3 separate regions of the Gossypium hirsutum genome follow, and regions 1 and 3 are each linked to region 2. Evidence: chromatin contacts called from public Hi-C data. All regions are on one chromosome and are shown on one strand. The core of a region is the stretch at or near the end of the contact, and the rest is flanking DNA. Distances in the headings are between cores, read along the strand shown. Region 1 holds the start of LOC107962907 (hydroxyproline O-galactosyltransferase HPGT3). Region 2 holds the start of LOC121218323 (probable sucrose-phosphate synthase 1). Region 3 holds the start of LOC107901615 (PX domain-containing protein EREL1).

What was found. A called contact is a pair of places that touch in the nucleus more often than the background predicts.
Region 1: a Hi-C map of leaf shows a contact between it and region 2, with 2.3 times the contacts expected there. The contact joins the promoter of LOC107962907 here to the promoter of LOC121218323 in region 2. A contact is called at or near these places in 6 of 34 Hi-C or Micro-C datasets (callus, fibers, hypocotyl and 1 more).
Region 3: a contact with region 2 is called in a Hi-C map of petal, with 2.0 times the contacts expected there. The contact joins the promoter of LOC107901615 here to the promoter of LOC121218323 in region 2. A contact is called at or near these places in 2 of 34 Hi-C or Micro-C datasets (leaf and petal).

The regions. Positions count from the first base shown.
Region 1 is chrD06:23,889,615-23,892,314 of Gossypium_hirsutum_v2.1, forward strand. It overlaps LOC107962907 (hydroxyproline O-galactosyltransferase HPGT3), which reads left to right and starts at 1,412. Exons shown (of 12, transcript XM_041095401.1): 1 at 1,412-1,839. The coding sequence starts at 1,715.
Region 2 is chrD06:23,757,959-23,760,658 of Gossypium_hirsutum_v2.1, forward strand. LOC121218323 (probable sucrose-phosphate synthase 1) reads right to left here and starts at 1,366. Exons shown (of 13, transcript XM_041095398.1): 1 at 1,014-1,366; 2 at 713-802. The coding sequence starts at 1,196.
Region 3 is chrD06:23,584,480-23,587,179 of Gossypium_hirsutum_v2.1, forward strand. LOC107901615 (PX domain-containing protein EREL1) reads right to left here and starts at 1,274. Exons shown (of 10, transcript XM_041095392.1): 1 at 1,013-1,274; 2 at 1-53. The coding sequence starts at 1,105.

The DNA of each region.
Region 1 (2,700 bases), core at 162-2,661, 130 kb after region 2:
AATAATATTTATTGTTTTATAAAAGTAATGGATTTTTTATAAATTTACAAATCAATTGAAATTTAGTTGATAAGTATGTAATGATCTAGTACAAACTATTTATATCATTCACATGGTGGGTGTGTAAGAAGGGCAGTAAATGTTTGTAATTTGTAAATTACGTAAATCGAAATTTGTAAATCTATCTAAAAATTTAAATTTATTTATTATCTATAATATTATTTGAGTAATATTATTTATAAATTATCTATCAGATATTCGAATTTATAAAAAAAATTAATTTCGAAAAAATTTAATTATCTTTAGGAATGCCAAATTTGCAAAAATAAAACTAATTTCAATTTTTTTTGGATATCCTAATTTGCAAAAGTTTGAATTTGAATTGGCTAGAATACTTTAGGTTTAAAGGTGTAAAAAACCCTCAAACTTTTTCAAAAAAAGCAATTAAGTCTCTGTCTCTCTCTCTCTCACTCAATTAAGTACTTGAACTTTCAAAATGCATCAAACAGGCCCTCAAACTTCTTCAAAAAAAAGCAATTAAGCCCTGCTTTTTTCACTCAATTAGGTACTTGAACTTTCAAAATACATCAAGAAGACCTTTAAAAGTTTTCAAAAAAGCAATTAAACCCATGCTCTTATTAAAAATTAGAAAAAAAATTATAAAAAATAAAAAATTATTAAATTTTAGAAAAATTATTAAATTTTAAAAATATAAAAAAAATTGTAAAATTTTATAAAAATCATAAAAAAACTAGGGGTCGTTAATTTGATTATGATTTTTATAAAAATTTACAATTTTTTATATTTTTATGATTTTTATAAAAAAATTCTAATGTTTAATAAATTTTAATTTTTTCATATTTTTATTAAAATTTAATAATTTTTTAATTTTTTAATTTTTTCTAATTTTTTTCTAATTTTTAATAAAGCCAAGGGATTAATTACTTTTTTTTAAAAAAAGTTTGAGGGTTTTTTTGATGCATTTTGAAAGTTCAAGTACCCACTTGAATGTAAAAAAAAAGTAGGGGCTTAATTGCTTTTTTAAAAAAGGTTTGAGGATTTTTTTGATGCATTTTAAAAATTCAAGTACACAAATGAGTGCAAAAAAATGCAAAAAATTAATTACTTTTTTTTTTTAAAGTTTGAAAACTTTTTAGACCTTAAGCTAATATTTTATATTCATAATCAAATTTATAAGCATTTTACAACATGTGAATTTAAATATCCGGATTTTAGACTGTTATTCAAATTAATAATATAAATTTAAGTAATAAATATGTAAAATACCAATCACATCTACTTCCAATCCATAATTTTAAAATCTAAATTCAAATATAATTCCAAATATTAAATAGGGAATATCTGAATTCGTTGTACAAATTGCCAAGATCTAATAAAAATTACCAAAATTAAATTGGTGGGATTGTCCAAGTTCGGTGTAGGCCGAATCTAGGTGGGCTTGGCCTATACAACCCATCGTCAGTTACCGCTCTCAGATCTCTCTCTTCGTTTTTCTTTTTAATTTCATTTCAAATTTCCGTTTGTTTCTTCTAGTCTTTGATTCTCCGTCATTTCTTTTTCATACTTGATTTGAATCCCTACACTGAGTTCGCATTCTCGTTCATTGTAATTATCCGAATTATAAAAGTAGAGATCATCAGAGACCGGCGATCAATTCTCTGTTTCGATTCTGTATATGCGTTAAGAGTGTGATATGGAGGGTTTACCTACAACCACTAAAGGAGATAAACGATGGAGATCGAAGAATCTGCAAACATCCAAGCCTTCTTTGTTGATGGCTTTTTTCTCTTGCATCGCTTGGCTCTATGTCGCTGGCCGGTTCGTATTCTTTTTCTCTTCGTTTTTATTTTTTGCTTCTCGATATTCAAATCCATTGCGCAAGTTTCGTCGAATTTTTCATTTTGGTTTGTATTTAGAAAGGGAAAAAGAAGATCGTAAAATCTAAATTCGCATTCAATTAAATCAGCTTAACATTTTTTTGTTGATTATTGGTTTTTTAATAAATTTCCGTAGCTAGCAAATTTATTAATCTGAATTATTTTTTATTTTACGAAAATTTGATGAACATTAGGTTTTTTTTTCTTTTTCTTCATTTTTCTTTCTCAATTGTTAATTCCTCCGTCTGTTCGTGGAATTTGGTTTTCCATTTCGGACTGTATTTAGGGAAAAGTTAGGATCGTAGACTCTAATTTTATATTCAATTTCACCTTTTTAAAATAAATCTTCATAGCTGAAATTTTGATTAATCTGAATTTTTTTTTGTGAAAAAGTGATAAAAATTAGGGGGTTTTTTCCCCCATTTTCTTCATTTTTATTTCTCAATTGTTTATTTCACCGTCTGTTCGTGGTATTTGGTTTTCCATTTCTGACAGTATTTAGGGCAAAAATAGGATCGTAGAATTCTAAATTTATATTCAATTAAATCAGCCTAACATTTTTGTTAATAATTGTTTTTAATAAAGTTTCGTAGCTAATAAATTTATTAATCTGAATTATTATTTATTTTGCGAAATTTGATAAAAAATTATGTTGTTTTTTCTTTGTCTTCATTTTTGTTTCTCAATTGTTAATTCCAATCCGCTAGTTCGTGGAATTAGGTTTTTCATTTCGAGTTGTATATAGGGGAAAAGAAAAGATCGTAGAATCTAAATTTATAGTCAATTATATCAGCCTAACATT
Region 2 (2,700 bases), core at 116-2,615:
AGAAAAAAATAACACAGGTGAAACAATATAGTGGTGCTCTATACAATGTTCATTACCAATCAAACCATCAAGGATAAACAGCTAAAATTTAGAATCAATACAAATTGTCCCTGGTCGAAAATAACATGTTGACCTGAGTTATTCAATCAGAGTAGTTCATATAATGCTAAAATTTTAATTTATAGCTTAATTCCAAAAAGAGAAATGGCTAGACATGCTGAATAGCAAGCAATTTGGTATTCAACTTAAAAATCACCCAGCCAAATGAAAAACAAACAAAAAAAATCGCATTATCCTCATGGACAAGCAACTTTACTATCGTTGTTGTGAAGGTCATCACAGTTGACCCAAAAACAACACAAATAAGAAATAAAAGAAAATAAATTCACTTCTATTCTACTAACCACTCAACACCAAATCCAGCACCAATGTTGTTTGAACCAGCCGACCGGTCGGATTGGTTTAACCTGGTACCAGTAGCTTTGAACTGATTAAATCGAGAAATACAACCAATATTTAAAATTCTTATTATTTTTTAATCGGACCGATCCACATGCAAACTGGTGGCCTCAACACCCGATCCGGTTTAATAAAACATTGTCCATCACAATCAAAGGAGGATTTTCTATATTTGTTTACATATCAAAAGCAAAATTATATTAGATGCGAAATTCAAACAGAAATAGCATTGAAAAGAAAAGGAAAAAAAAACCTGCTTCTTCTTTCGAGCCAAATTCCAAATCCTCCAGCACATATTCTCCAGTCTCGTGTTCCTCTCCTTAGGACCCCTCGTAGCAGCAGCCTAAAACCAAAAAATATATTTTAAAAAAGTATACTTAAATTAAACACTCAAAACAGTCCATTATTCAAATTGAACACAAAAAACAGAGAGACCGGAAGAATTTCGAGTATTACTATGTTTAGAAGAGAGAGAGAGAGAGAGAGAGAGAGAGAGAGAGAGAGAGAGAGAGAGAGAGAGAACAGCCAAAAAGAAGGTGAAAACGAAACCGTACTCGAATCCAAGAACGGTGGAGATCGGTCTCGTCGAAACCAGTGATAACCTCTTCCACGAAGTAACGAGTTGGACTGAAATGACCTCTCTCCCTCAGCAACAATGACGATTTCGCTTCATCGATCCCTGGACCAACGTCCAAGATCGCTTCCAGGTAACTGTTTATCCAATCGTTTCCCGCCATTCTTTGACTGAAAAATTCCACCAAACAAATACAAAAGAATTAAAAAATAAAAGAAACCGAAGGAACTGAATTTACAGAGTCTATGGCGGTGTAGCAAATATTCAAAAAAAATTTTGAATTAATGATAATAGTATCATTAGGTGCTAGAAAACGGATGATGAAAGAGCGGAAATCTACTAAAACCTGATGAGACAGTTATGTTATATTTTTGGTGGGTTTTGTTTTCTTTGGATGCCAAGCGGAGCTTTTGAATTTAAATACAGGGATGAGGTTGACGCGTGTGCTAGTTTTCTTGGTTAGAGGGACCAACACGTGTTACGTGATGAAGAAATAGGATATAATGTTTTTATGGATCTAACTACACTCAATTATTAATAGCTTTATATTTTAGCCACTAAATTTAAAAAATTATAAAATTATTTAATTATTCAAAAATTACTATGCTATTAAAATTGTTATTTTATAATTGTTTCTATTCATACTACCTACACTAACTGAAAACACTTTTTCCTATTTTCTTTTACAAATCAATTTATATTAATAAATTAACTTTAAACATCACAATTTTATAAATTAAAATCTAAATATTTTCTTCTCTAATACAAGACACTTTTAGACCATTATTTTAAAGAAAAAAAAACAGTTTTTACCTTTTTCTCTTTTACCTCCTGACTACGGACATAATTGTGTGTCAGAGTAAAGCAACATAGTCAAATTTCACCTCGGTATTTAATTATTATGTAAAATATTGAAAATAAATAAGGGTTAATTCCACAAGATGACCCAGAGACTAAACTCTAAATTTATCCTAAGATTTAAAATTCTATAACTGAATCCTAAAATATTAAATATTGTAGGTTTGACATTAAGTCCAACATATGAATACCAATTTAAACATGTGGAGCAATCAGGTCAATTTTACCTTTTAGGGTTTGAAATTTTAAGGACTTTCATACCATACTGTTTCTAATCGATTCATATGTTTAAGTTAAATTGGCATCTACATCAAATTTAAGCCATCATTAAACGCTCAAATTTACGATTAAATTAACAAAAAAAATTCAATGATAATATACTTACATTTTATGAATGGGATAAATCCCAAAACTATATTTGAACTATAGTTTAATGTGTAATTTGTATACATGAAATTTGATTTTGTGTAATTTTATACATAAAATTTTGATTTTATTTAATTCTTGTAAATTATTAACATAATTATTGATATAATGTCATCTTATATTTATATATTGCATACATAAATAATTATATTTATCCAATATAAAAATAAATTGATGTATTTATTTCTTTAAATGTGCATGATTAAATCAAAATTAATGTTTCAAGTATATATTTGAACCACAATTAGAGTTTCACGTGAATAATTGCACTAAATTAAAGTTCATGTATACAATTATACATTAAATCAAAGTTCATATATAATTTTGAGATTTATCCCTTTATGAATTGAATTGAATTTTTTTTTAATTTGGAGGTTAATTTA
Region 3 (2,700 bases), core at 24-2,523, 170 kb before region 2:
CAGTAACTCCATCCAGTTCGAGGATCATGTGGCCAAACAGTTTCTCTCCCATTCTGCATGTATATGTAAATTGAATAAGCGCTAAAACCAAAATTCAATTATAAGTTTCCAGACAGCCAAAAAGGTTCTACTAATAAAATAGCAACATGAATGAAGAACATCAAAATCCATTCCTTCCTAAGTTAAAAGAAAGATAGTATTCAGAATACCAATCTATGTCAAGATTAAAGTATAGCTCATCCCTTACTTTTAGATGTCTAGATTCTTGATAGAATTCTCCTATCACTGTCCTTATGAAAAATACTACAACTAAAATTTCAGCAGCAAATGCTTAAGAACCATAGGAACTTTGTAAATGCTCAAAACCAGCTTATGAGGACTTATACTGACAAGCGAAGCAAACATAAAATTCTAAATTTACTATATTAATGCATTTAAAAACTGGTTAAGAGGTATTTTATTTAAAAGTCTTTTTCAATTGAGATTAAGATAGCTACATCAGTTAATGAAACAATCTAGCAATCAAGTCCAATCTCATCATTGCAAAATCTATAGTCTGTTTTTTGGGTCTTGATCCACCGTAAAACTCCCTATAAGCATTAATTATGGATCAAAATTCTATAATTTCTATGAACTAAACTCTTCAATCGCAAAATCTGAGTGCCAATTCGAATTCCAAGGTAACTTCAAATAAAATCAACGAAAAGAGAGTAAATTGTCGGAAAGCTGACCAATTTACGAGGGAATGCACTCTTTTTTTTTTTTCAATTGAGATTAAGATTACGTAAGTTACTGAAACAATCTAGCAATCAAGTCCAATCTCATAATTGAAAAATATCCAGTCTTTTTTTCTTTTAGTCTTGATCGACCATAAAACTCACTCTAAACACTAAATTATTGTTCAAAATTCTAGAATTTCATGAACTAAAAACTCTTCAACAACAGAATCTAAGTGCCGATTCGAATTCCAAACTAATTTAAAATGAAATGGTAAATTTGTAAGGAAGCTGACCCATTTACGAGGGGGCGGACTCCAATCCATCCCGAGAGGCAGTGGCGAAGTCCCATCGTGCCTGTGCTTCGGTGGACTCCGTCTCTGCATCATCTATTTCTCCTTTTTATTTACTACGAAACTACGCCGATCTCTGTCTAAGAATCGAAATTGAACATTAAAATCGATTGCAAAGAGCTTTTAGGGTTTATTGATCGGATCGGGGGGAAAAAGTAGACAACTGTACCAAAGCGTCACGCAGGTGTTTAGACGTAGGAATTTCAATTATTTGGCCTTTTTCTCTTTTACTATTATTGATTAGATTTAATTATTCCCCAGTCCCTGTACTCTTTAAACTTTTAAAATATAATCCTTTTAGGAATTTAGTACCTGATTAAAATATGTTTCAAGTCTTTGAACTCTTTATATTTCTAAGAATTTAATCTTTCAACCTTTTCAGATTTCAAAATTTATGTTTAAATTGTTTACCTTACTGAAACTTTTTAGTTAAATTCATTGATATGATATTTTGAAATAAAAATACATTCTTGAGAGTCAAGTAACAAAAAGAAATAACGTTATAATAAATATGTATTTAACAGAATAATTTTAATAATTAAATTTACATTATTAAATCAAAAAATAGAAAAATTAAATTACTTAAAATAAAAATAAAAGAATTAAATTTCAAATATACAAAAAAGTGAAAAAAGCGTATATTTTAACTTTAATTTCTCTACTTTGAATTTTCAAATTAGACATGTATTTAAAATTTTGTGAATAAAAATAAATTAAATTTCAAAAATTTAAAATATATAGACTGATTATAAATTAAATTCTGCTAATTATTATTGATAATTTCGGAATTTGACAAAAAGATGCGTGCATTTTAAGATGGGAGAAGTGGGCTTGGGGGTTGGAGCCTGCTCCGGGATGATTGCCTTATCTGCTTGTACGGGTATAATGGAGTAGAGCCAACCTCGAATTCAGAGTTTGAAGTTTATATTTTGCTCAATTAAATTTATTTATAATTTTCGTACACAAAGCTGGTGGCTTATTTAACAAAAAAAATCTGAAAATAAATTGAGAAACTATGCTGACGATTTAGGCTGTTTTTATTCTTTCTCCTGCAAACCAGATTTATAGGGCGTGTTTTCATTTTAACGGTAATTCTATCGGGTTTATTACTAAAAAAAGCCCTTTTTTTTAAATTTACCGAAATAGGCCACTTTTCTAATTATTTATCGGAATGGGTCATTTTTCGCGAAATCACGTCCACGTCAGCGCGATGTCAGGGTACGTGCAGGAAATCGCGTCCACGTCAGCGCGATTTGCTGACGTGGAAGGAAATCGCTTCCTCTAGGACGCGATTTGCTGACGTGGCATGAACAATGTGTTTTTAGCTTGGAAAACTTTGAAAGGCCATAACTTTTGGCTCGGTTGTCTGATTGAGACGAATTTTTTTGATTTCGAATAAATTTTCGAGATCTACGCGCTGATAAACCATCGAAGGCGGTTTGCCGACGTTTTCGTCGAAAAAGATCCTCTTTTGCCCCTCAATTTTGATTTTTTCGGTTTAAAATTGAATTTTGAAACATTCAAATCGTTATTTTTCTCATTTATTTGAAGTAAACACCGGATATTTTTTTACAGAATTGTCTTATATCATCCTGTTATAGGTATAAGTCAGCTCATTCCACTTTTGAGAA